Regions from separate parts of the Mus musculus genome. Here all the other regions are linked to region 3. The links are chromatin contacts, called in public Hi-C and promoter capture Hi-C maps. All regions are on one chromosome and are shown on one strand. Each heading gives the region's core, a stretch centred on a gene start, on an enhancer-like site or on the middle of the called end of the contact. The rest is flanking DNA. Distances are from core to core; before and after follow the strand shown. Region 1 holds the start of Parp3 (poly (ADP-ribose) polymerase family, member 3). Region 2 holds the start of Tex264 (testis expressed gene 264). Region 3 holds the start of Ip6k2 (inositol hexaphosphate kinase 2).

Region 1 (3,606 bases), core at 734-3,233, 2.3 Mb after region 3:
TTAAAAGACTTAAGAGGTGGTAAAGAATGGGCTGGAAAAAAATGGCTCATCGGCTAAGAACTCCTGCTGTTCTTACAGCGACCCTGGGTTCAGTCCCAGCACCCCTCAGGTGGCTCGCTCGCAACCCCCTGATGTGACAGTTCCAGGGGCTCCAATGTCCTCGGTCTCCCATGGGCATCAGCATGTACACACACACACATAAATAAATAAATAAATAAATAAATAAATACCCAAAGTGTTTAGCACAGGTCCTGGAGGCAGAAGCAGGCAATGTCTTTGAGGTTAAGGCCAGCCTGATCTATACAGGTTGTTCCAGGACAGCCATGGCTACGTGGAAAAACCTTGCCAAAAAAAAAAAAAAAAAGCTGAGCAAATTAAGGCACCACATATTCACTTTTAGAAGCAGAACTGATAGCCAGGTCTGTAATCCTGGCACTCGGGAGGCAGAAGCAGGCAGATCTCTTAAGTTCACGGCTACCCTGGCCTGTACCTATCACCTGCCGGTTTATCCTTTCTTCCTTCCACCCTGGCACACTAATACCCCAGATTTGTCTCTGGTCCCTGAACCTCTTCCCTACCGCTCCAGGACACTCCTCGTCTCTCCAGGCTCAACTTTTTAAAAGGCTTCTTCTGTTCTCACAACACATGTCTCCAAGATACACACCTGCAGACACTGACACGGCCTCTCTCCACTTGCCTGCTCACCCGTGTTCGCAACAGTGAAACAAGACCCTAATGTTAGGAAGGCTACATATGTGACAGTACAAAGCTGAAGCCTAGGATCATTCGAACCCAGGAGATCAAGGCCACCTTGGGCAAAACAACAGAGACCTCATCTCAAAAAGGTGCCCAAGGACACCAGTCGTTGTGGTACTGTGTGAAGATGGAATTAAGAACAGGAGGATGTGTTCTGTACCGTTCTCTCCTTGCCTCTCAATCAATCCAGACCTGTGCCTGCCTCCATGTCATAAAGCGAAAAAAGGTCCCAAGCTCTCCCTCCCACAGGAGCCCAGCGTCTTCCCCATAGACACATCAGAGATAAACGACGATATCTCACTGCCGGAAACTGGAGGGTAGACCCAGGATCTCGAGCCAAACACCCAGCTCTGTTGCCAGTCGCACTGAGTCTTCTAGTCACCACGAGCCTCCGTTTATCCTTCCTCCCGGTAAAAACTCACCTCTCGCTCTCAGAATCGCTGGAAATCTCTTCATTCATTTTGCCGCCACCCTTGGACTTGCCCCTGTCCGCAGCAGAGTCTACCTGGAAATCAAACGATCCTCTCTTGGTCACGAGGCCCAGGACTGAGAGAGGCAAGTAGCACCTGGCCCTGGCCAAGTAGAAGGTTTCCCAGGATTTGGTGGATAGAAGAAAAGAGATGTAGGCTTCCTTCTGACGGAGCCCTTGGCAAAGATACTTGCCCCGATGGGGGCCCTGGGATGGAACGATGGCTCTCCCAGGAGCTAGATCGGTCGCGCCCAAGAGTACACCATGCTCACCTTTCGCCGCCGCTTGCCGGCCACCGGAGCCGCCCCGGGCCCGGGAGCTGGCTTTGCCCGCTTACGAGTTGCCACGGCGGTCGACATACTGTTCAAGGTGCCGCTACCCCGAAGAACTCACATGGCTGCTAAACCCCAGCCGCATGGCAAGACCCGGAGCCCTGATAGGTTCCCACGGCGCAGCGGGCCCCACCTTCCGCAGCTCCATTGGGCCCTTGAGAAGATCCTGCCACGCCCCCAAACGTCTATTGGACCGACGCAGCTGGACACGCCTTCAAGAGCTCCTATAGGCTCCGGCGCCAGCCTGGAGTAGGAAGCAAGTCTCTCTTGCGATTTCCGGCCTGGGCCTGTGGCGCTTGCGCTCTGCTAACGCCTGACTAGCAGGGAGGGGTGGGGCCAGGAGGGCATGCGGTGCTTGCGTCTTATGGCCACAAGGTGGAGCCAGAGGTGCGGGGTTCTGTGATTTTTCCGCTGGAACAGCGATTGAAGCTAATACAACCAGACTCTAAAACTTAAGGAATGGAATTCAGGCAGCTCTGGAGAGGAGACAGCATCCGAACCCAGAGCCAAAATCACCGGGCAAATAATGGATATATGCTGTATGTGCCTAGTCAAAGCTGCATGAGGGGCCAGTCAGTCCGAGCGGCTTTGGATACGTCTACATTACTGTCATTTCATCTCTGGGACTGGCCACCAACCTCAGCCTACCCAGCCTCTGACTCACCCCACTAGCGGCCAAAAGCTGGAATTCTACACCACCCCCAAGCTCTTTCCCCTCCTCACGTGATTGCTGGGAAATCCCTACCAAAAACTAGCTGAAGGCTCACGAAGGGTCGCTAGATGGGATCCCAGACTTGGAACTTGTTTCTTAGGAGGCACATTCAGCATTCCTGATACCGGGCTGGATAACAGCCACCTCTTCCAGGGTCCTGTTTCATTTGGGTGAGTGTCCTTTGGCCCTGCCCTAGAGTCCTCTGCAGGGCAGGGAAGGGTGAGGTTAAAGTGGCTCTTGCTCTCTCTGGCACTTGAAAGCCTGAAACTTTGGCTGGCACCCCAGAACTCAGGACTGTTAGCAAAAGGCTACACCACTTGGTCCTAAGCTCTAGAGAGGTAGATCCAGCTGCAGAAGGGCAACTTATAGGGTCCTTCCCCTGTAGCTCAGATGATTCAGCCCAGCAACCTAGCCAGATGACTGACAGGAGGAGGAAATGTTCTAGAAGGGGAAGGGCCCCAGCGTGGGTGGGGTGAGCCGGCTTTCACTTTTTCTGCTGCCTCGGGGAACACCTCGAGCCAACTGCTTCCTAACTCCAGGGTGGGCAGAACTGACGGGCTCTAAGCTTCTGCATCTCTGAGGTACAAAGTGCAGGTTTGGAGATGGGGATATGTAAACCAAGGAGTAGGAGGCCAGCCTCCTAAAGGGCAAATCTGAACGCTCCCTACCTCTTGCCCCAGGAGAACCATGGCTCCAAAACGAAAGGCCTCTGTGCAGACTGAGGGCTCCAAGAAGCGGCGACAAGGGACAGAGGAGGAGGACAGCTTCCGGTCCACTGCCGAGGCTCTCAGAGCAGCACCTGCTGATAATCGGGTCATCCGTGTGGACCCCTCATGTCCATTCAGCCGGAACCCCGGGATACAGGTGAGCTGAAGCCATGTTCAGACCGCAGCCTTTTTGTTTGTTTGTTTTTGTTTGCTTGTTTTGTTGTGTTGTTGTTTTTCAAGACAGGGTTTCTCTGTATGGCCCTGGCTGTCCTGGAACTCATTTTGTAGACCAGGCTGGCCTCTGGCCTCGAATTCAGAAATCCGCCTGTCTCTGTCTCCCAAGTGCTGGGATTAAAGGCGTGGGCCACCACCGCCTGGCAGACCACAGCCTTCTTTCTCCTCCTTGGGTTCTCTGTTCTAGCCAGGGATTGCGTACCTGTCTTCTGAAGACTGCCAAGGTGGGCTGTTATTCCATTGGGTCAAGGTGTACCATGTCTGACCATCAGACACTAGGGTGCATCACACTCAAGGAAGGGGCCTGACTCAATTTCCCCCGGGACCCTCTTCCGTGTTCCCTCAAACTGAGCCCTCAGGGCAGAGCCAGGTCTTTTTTCAGATTCCCCCACCCAG
Region 2 (3,350 bases), core at 208-2,707, 2.1 Mb after region 3:
TGTTGGAAGCACTGGGAGATGAAGTCTGGTGGGCTGATTCCCAGTTGCAGGCTCTCCTACAATAGAGTGCTGACATTCCTCAGGCATACCTGCAACTCTGATACTGAGTTCTAGAGTTCCCACCCAGGCTAAGGGAAGTGAGCCAAGACAGCAGGATGAAGAAAGAGTGTCTCCTGACAGTCATTTCCTGACACAGGCTAATGAGTTTCAGAGAGACAGAATTAACATGTGCTCTGAACCTGGGCCATGTGCCCTTCGTGTCTCAAGAACCCTATCTAGTGTACAGCCCACCTGCCCGAAGCAGCCAATCATTACCATGTTTGATGTTCACGGTAAAATAGCTATAATGACTTTCCTGCCCTCTCTACTTTGAAGACTTTTGAGTAGCTAGCTGCTTTTTCTTACCAGCCTGTCTACAGCATTGGGACATTTGTCTTGTGGATGACATTCAAGATCACATGTTACCCCATGGCTGCTGGCTTTTTCCAAAGTCATCTTATATGCTCTTTGGGTGATCAACTTTCCATAAAGCAATCTTGTCAGAAGTACTAATATAGTCCTTGGCCCAGCCTGTCTGGCATCAAGATTTATAAACAGCCAAGTTTACAAGCATAGTGGCCTTCCTCACTTCCAGCATAGATCTGGGCGTCTCAGGAGGTGCCCTCAGTACAGTGCTTTGAGATTCATAGGTCATCAGATCCTAGCTCAAGATTGAACCTGTATTGAAGGAGCTTACCCTTGACTTGGGAGTTACCTAAGTTATATTAACTTAGTAGAAACTCCCAGCAACCACAGCCAGGGCTGTGAAGTAGAAGCTTTGAAAAGAGGTGTTCCCTGGAGTGAACTTCCGGAGGCCAAGGCTTTCATTTGGTTCACTCAGTGTTTCCATAATAAAGGTTGGATGGAGGGATGGTCGTCCCTATGCTCAGAGAATCCCTGATGGGTGGCTGAGTGAAGACACTTAAATTTGCATTCTCCAGAGATTGTTCAGAGCATCTTTTGTTTATCCATAGCTTCCTCAGCTGTTAAGACCTGAGCAAGCGGCCAGACTTGAGAAGGTTCTGAGGGAAGGTGGCGAGAGTAAGACTGGTTCAGTTAGTAAGAGGCCGACATTGCTGTGCGGATCCTCTCTAAAATGCACAAACACTATTCAGTCCCGCTTTGGCTTCCTGGGCTTCTGGAGCAGGCAAACAGGCTGACTTTCCCGGTGCTTGGAGCCCGCCTTCACCCCTGCGCCTTCCCTTCCCTCCCTGTCGGCCAGGATACCTTGGGGTATTGGTTGGTTGTTGCTTGATCACCTTCAGGAGTTCCCCTTCATTGGAAGCAGGAATGTGTGTTGTGGGCCCAACCCAGCTGGGGGGGGGGGAGGCGGCGGGGGAGGCGTGCATGTTACCAAGGAGACGGGGCGGGGCAGGCCTCCGCCCTCCAAATCTGGAGCGCACGCGCCCACAGCCACGGTCACGTCCCGCCGCGAAAGGGGCGGAGCGAGCGCGAGGGGCAAGCGCACACAGGCTCCACGACTGAGCCCCTATCTTCCTCCGGCGCCCGTCCGCGTCCGTGGGGCCGCCGCTGAGGTGAGGGCGGGGCCAGAGGCGAGGCGTTCCCGACGGGGTGTCTGCCGGGGCTCCCCCTCATCCCCTCCCGCCTGCTCCCCGCGGCCTGAGCCGCCCTCTGCCCCGCGTCTGACTCACTGCTGGCCCAGCCTGCTTCCCGGGCCTGAAAGCGACGGGGAGGCGGTCCTGACCTCTCGGCGCGGATCCTGCCTCGGTGCTGGGTGCGGGAACGTCCGGGGTCCGTGGGACTAGAGGGGAACGGGCGGGGCCCTCACCTTTCAGCAGCGCTGCCTGTGGCCGCGCGTCGCGTCGCCGCTCCAAACTTTAGCGTGTCTGAAGTTGCAGAGGTGCAGGAGGCCGTGAAGCGAGCCGGGGCGGCAGGAAGCCGACAGCACGAAGCGGCGACCCCAAGGCCCCCCGGCTGCTAGCACCCAAGTTCGCCGGCGCAGGTCCCTTTAAGGGCCCGGCCCTCCGCAGAGCGCACGTGAGCGGCCTCCGGAAGCCTGCGCCTAGTCCCTACTCCGACGCTTGCGGGCCAAGGAAGTCATCTCTACCCTGCACCTCTGACATTAGTGGAAACTGAGGCCCAAGAGAGGGCACACGCTGCCCAAGGTCAGCAGCAGGGGTTGCGTTGGCGCCAAGTGTGGTAGTCGGGCCCAGTGAAGATCATAGGCATGACGTTGTGAAGCTGGACTTGGCCTGACTCCCCCCCCCCCCCCGCGCGATCTGAGGGTGGGGTTGGCGCGTTTGTAGACGGGTCCCCGTTCTGTGGGCTTTCCCTGGAACAGGGTTACTCAGGGCCTGCTTTGCTCACTGCCTGTGTCTAGGGCTGGGATGACTGTTCCTTTCTGCCCCCCTAGCGCCGGAGTACTGGAGCCCTGCTGGACTGGATGCTATGAGTTGCTAAAAGTGAGCCTGACTTTTTCGGTGAGCCTTCCCATCCCCTGTCCTCGCCTTTCTCTATTGGGTGTGGGGAAATTTGCCTTACTTCTTCCTTGGCTGACCAAAGCTCTGGGGATGGGCAGAAACATAGCCCCCTTTTTCTGAACAGTTTGCGAAGTGGAAGGAAGAGACAGGTTGGGAGCTAAGTTCCCTTAAACAGAAGTGTGTGGCAGTGCTTGTCACTCCCAAGACAGGCTATGGCCTAGATATTGAGAGCTTCTAGCCTTGAGATAAGCGAGGGCCAAAAGATGAAGTGCCTTTTTGGAAACCAGAGGAGGGAAAAACTGTCAGTGAACGGCGGTTAGACTGTTGGGTTCCCATGGCCTGTGTTTTGGTCCAGGTGGCTCAGTGTAATACCTATGTGACCTTGGGCAAGCATCTTGACCTCCAACCACTTATTTCCTGATGTGTACCTACCTTCTTAGATTCTCCTTGAGGATTAGTGAAATAGCTGAGTTTCAGGGTTCAGACAGTGCCTAGCCTATATCAAGAATGAGTGGAAGATTTGGTATGATCATTATCAGAGAAGAGAAGAATGAAACCAACCGGAGGTGGGATGAGTAGGGCAGAGAGAGCAAACAGAGAAGATAATGAAGCTTACAGGCAGACCTACAGGGTGCATGAGGAGACCGGTGGGAGTGTCCTGACACCAGAGTTGGCTTCTTTGTAAGGCCAGTTCTGTGTGCTCATTGACTCCAAAAACAGACTTTAGCATATCTTCCACTCAGAACCTTCATATATCAATAGAGCTAAGTTTTCTGTAGGGCTAAATAAAGCATTGTCTTTTCAGCTCTAAAACCTTTTACTTTTTGTTTTTGTTTTTCGAGATGGTTTCTCTATGTAGCCCTGGATGTC
Region 3 (3,603 bases), core at 443-2,942:
CCATTCATCAGTCAGCAATGACTCCTGGCACATTCTAATGTTCAGATACTTGGTTGTAAAGACCAAAATCTGTCTCCTAGGAAACTCTAAAGCGTCAAAGAAATACGATAAACTGGTTTCAACAACAGTAACAGGTCTAGTCCTGCTACTGACACACTTGAATTCTACTCTTAAAAGAAAACTAGAATACAGGTAAACCAGTCTGAGTTACACTCAATAGTTTAACCAACTTGATCTCCAAAAAGATTTAGTAGGCAGTCAGATGGCCTGTTCACACCAAACATAAGTACTCATTTTGTATTTCTATCTGTGGATAGCTGCTAAAATTAAAACAAAACCCTACAATTACACTCTCCACGGCAACAACTTGGTAAATAAGCATCTCCCATCTCTTAAAATGTTATCCCAGGGAAAGTGCAAATACAGCAAACATTTTAAATACTGAAAATCAACAACAATGCTGTCAACAAGGAAGGTCCTTTAAATTTTTCAAAATGTTTGTCTGCATCATATTTGCTGTTTCAAAACTGCCAGGGCTTCTTTCTTTTGGATCTTTTTATTTTCATAAATATTTATTAGTTGACAATTCCAAACATGTATACAATGTATTTTGACCATATCCATCCCCCTGGTCCCTTCTTATCCCCCTCCCACTGCCTCTGGATCCCTTCAGTACTTTTTCTTACAAATATTCGAAATTATTTTGTTCTTGCTCTATGTACATTTCTGCTAACAAAATGTTTATTTACATGCGATGACTAGCTCTATTTCCTTTCGCGTGTAAGAAGAGCCCTAGATTTCACCAGTTCCTACATTTTTCCCCATTTTCCCGCTAGTACAGCTTTCTTGATATTTGATAGAAATTAAAATCCTAAAAACGAATCAAGTCATTAGGAAGGATGCAGAAGATAGATGCAGTCTTGTTATCAAATATGAATAAAATCCCACTCGTGGTAGGAGCATCAGCATAAGAAGAAGAAAAAAGAAGACACCTTCTGATCCATTTTAAGATCTTAAAGGAGAAGAAGGGGAAAAAAAAAAAACCAATAAGGTTGGATGCGCAGATCACCCTCTCCCCCGCCTTTCCGGGATCAAAGAGGAGCTGACTGGCACAACTGACGTTCAACACCCAAAATGGCTGCACATCTGCAGGCCCAGGTAACAACAGTACCTGAGGATCCGGGCTGACCCTTCCATCCAAAGATAAAGACCCCATCCTCAAAGACCAGGGAGATCGTGGCCGGGGGACCTCTGTGAGACCAGAGATCCTGTCCTCCACCGGAAGACCCAGGGAGACCGCTTCAAAACCGGAGAAAGACACTGTCGTCGTCCCCCGCCCCCTCCCCTCCCCCGGTTCCGGGAGACCCTCCAATGCCGGGGGGAAGATTCTGCCCCGTCTCGGTGGGCAACGCTACTCTCCCCAGTAACTGCAAGGTACAATGGCCCCCCGTAAATAGGGAAGGGATGACTACACAAAAAAAGGGGGAGACCGCTTCTCAATGACAGCCATAGGACCCCCTTCACAAACCCAAGCCTCCCAGGGATCCCGGAGCCCGGCCGCTACCAGCACCGAAAACCTCTTCCCCTGAGCCCCGGGGTGACAGGGCCACGGGCCGGGCGGGGCGGGCGTTACCTGCGGCCACAGCCCAGTCCCGCGACGCTTCCGTCCTATTGTTTCTCTTCCACCAAAATGGCTGCGGCCGCGCTCAGCCCCGCCCCCCAACCTCGCTCCCAGGGCCCCTCGCTATTGGCTCGCACCCGAAGCCGCGCAAGCGGACTGGGCGGCCTGGAAGACTGTTGCTAGGGCGCCGGGATTCGCTTGGGGCGGCTTCCTGAATGGGCAAGGGGCGGGAAGAGGCGGGGCGTTGTCCTGAGTGAGGAGGGTGGCCAGTCTGTTCTGGAGTTGAAGTAACTGATGGGCTGTGTGCCAAATGGATCGATTGCAGGATGCCTAGGGTAAGGGTGGATGGACAGACAGTCCTGGTTTGCCCCGCACTGGGGAGTTTCCTAGGATACAGGAATGTCAAGGCCAGTATTCATTCTGTGATAAACTGCAAAGCTGGTCAACCTAGCAGATGGATGGACAGAACTACATGTCGCTAAGATGGATAAAGGGATAGCAGCAGGGAACAGAGAGAATGACTACAGACGATAGACAAATACATGGCTCTATAGGAGGCCAGTAAGACGGCTCAACAGGTCAAGCCGTTGCTCTGTTTCTCTCTGGCTCTTTGTCTCTGTCTCTCTCTCACTCACAAACACACACTCACACCACACACACTATAATAATTTTTAAAAAATGTTTAGACAGGTGAACAGATGAGTGGACAGACAGACAAGATAAAAGCCAATAGAAGTCTGATCAGAGGGATGTATAGGGTCCTCGGTAAATTGATAGGTCTGGAGCATAGAGCTCATCCAAGACTCCTTTGTCTGGAGCCTGTGTCATTCAGAAGGTCTCCTGCATGAGTGAACGAGTGTCAGCGCAGCCAGGAAAGGCAAGGAGCACGATGGGAACCATGGGCATGGGATGACCTCCTTCTTGGCTATTGGCCTTTCTGTAAAGGATGCCAGAGTTGTAACCCTGCATCCTGGGCATTAGCAAAGATGTAGCTCATAGGTTTTTAAAACTGAAGTATTTATTAAGCACCTACACTCTGCAGTGAGTGCAGTAAACAGATTTTTTTAATCCCTGCTTTCTAAAGGTGGACAAGAGAAACTCCTATTACCAACAGGTTCCTCTTGGAATCGCCTTCCCTTGAGGCCTTCATGGCTCTGTGTTCAGTTCTGTCTAGTTTTTCTTTTTCACATTTTTTCCTCTCTGTCTATACCCACTTACCCCGGGTCGTGGTTTTGTTTTTAAAATATTAACTAATTGAGTCCAGATCCCTCTCTGTAGCCCAGGCTGGCCTCAAAATTAAGGCAATTCTTCAGCATCAACCTTCCTCTTACTGGGATTACAGGCATGAACCGAGAGGCCCAGGTTTCAGGTTTAAATGCCAACTTCATGTTAATCGACCCCAAAAGTGTTTGCCCAGTTCAGGCTCTTCCTGGTTCAGTGTTCAGCTGTTGATAGACAGCCTGCCCTCTGGCTGTGTGTGTTCCTTGACTGTTTCCGTATGGCTGTTGTCGTATTGTTTGTTTTGCATTCATCTGTTGTGCCAGGAGCTTGTGCTGTCTCAGGAACACACCACTTTTTGACATGACCGTGATTTGAGTACCTAAACCCCTACAAGTCTCTCTCCAGATCAGTGTCACAGTTCCCGCCCAGCCCCCTGTTGACCTTGCTGCCTTCAGCCCACTCTCCATCTATCAGCCTGTGGATTAATAACCACTCCCCAGAGAGGCTCCAGAGGCAGCTAGACTCTCAGGCTTGCCCACTCCCGCCTATCTATGCCTCCTCTGCTGGCCTCCAGCTCAGTCTCAAAGTGCACTGCACACACGGTGCCCAGTCAGGGCTGGCCTCAGTGGTTCTCTATGCCTGAAAGATCAGCCTTCCACAGGCTGTACCTCAGAGCTCTCACACCCTCACATTTTAGACTCTAACTTCTCGCTCTGTCCTCAGCACTGGAGACTACCTTTATTTTCTACCCTGTTCTACTT

Evidence for each region. Promoter capture Hi-C pulls out the DNA fragments that hold promoters and counts their contacts. Hi-C and Micro-C count contacts between places; a contact is called where the count stands out from the background.
Region 1: a Hi-C map of B cells shows a contact between it and region 3, with 5 read pairs. The contact joins the promoter of Parp3 here to the promoter of Ip6k2 in region 3. A contact is called at or near these places in 1 of 39 promoter capture datasets (pre-B cells) and 1 of 484 Hi-C or Micro-C datasets (B cells).
Region 2: a promoter capture Hi-C map of pre-B cells shows a contact between it and region 3, with 3 times the contacts expected there. The contact joins the promoter of Tex264 here to the promoter of Ip6k2 in region 3. A contact is called at or near these places in 2 of 39 promoter capture datasets (liver and pre-B cells).

What each region holds. Positions count from the first base shown.
Region 1 is chr9:106,475,326-106,478,931 of GRCm38.p6, reverse strand. Parp3 (poly (ADP-ribose) polymerase family, member 3) reads left to right here and starts at 1,983. Exons shown (of 11, transcript NM_145619.3): 1 at 1,983-2,439; 2 at 2,950-3,133. The coding sequence starts at 2,957. Rrp9 (RRP9, small subunit (SSU) processome component, homolog (yeast)) reads right to left here and starts at 1,623. Exons shown (of 15, transcript NM_145620.4): 1 at 1,498-1,623; 2 at 1,179-1,261. The coding sequence starts at 1,584.
Region 2 is chr9:106,684,059-106,687,408 of GRCm38.p6, reverse strand. It overlaps Tex264 (testis expressed gene 264), which reads left to right and starts at 1,457. Exons shown (of 6, transcript NM_001081654.2): 1 at 1,457-1,574; 2 at 2,414-2,480.
Region 3 is chr9:108,781,901-108,785,503 of GRCm38.p6, reverse strand. Ip6k2 (inositol hexaphosphate kinase 2) reads right to left here and starts at 1,692. Exons shown (of 6, transcript NM_001379600.1): 1 at 1,634-1,692.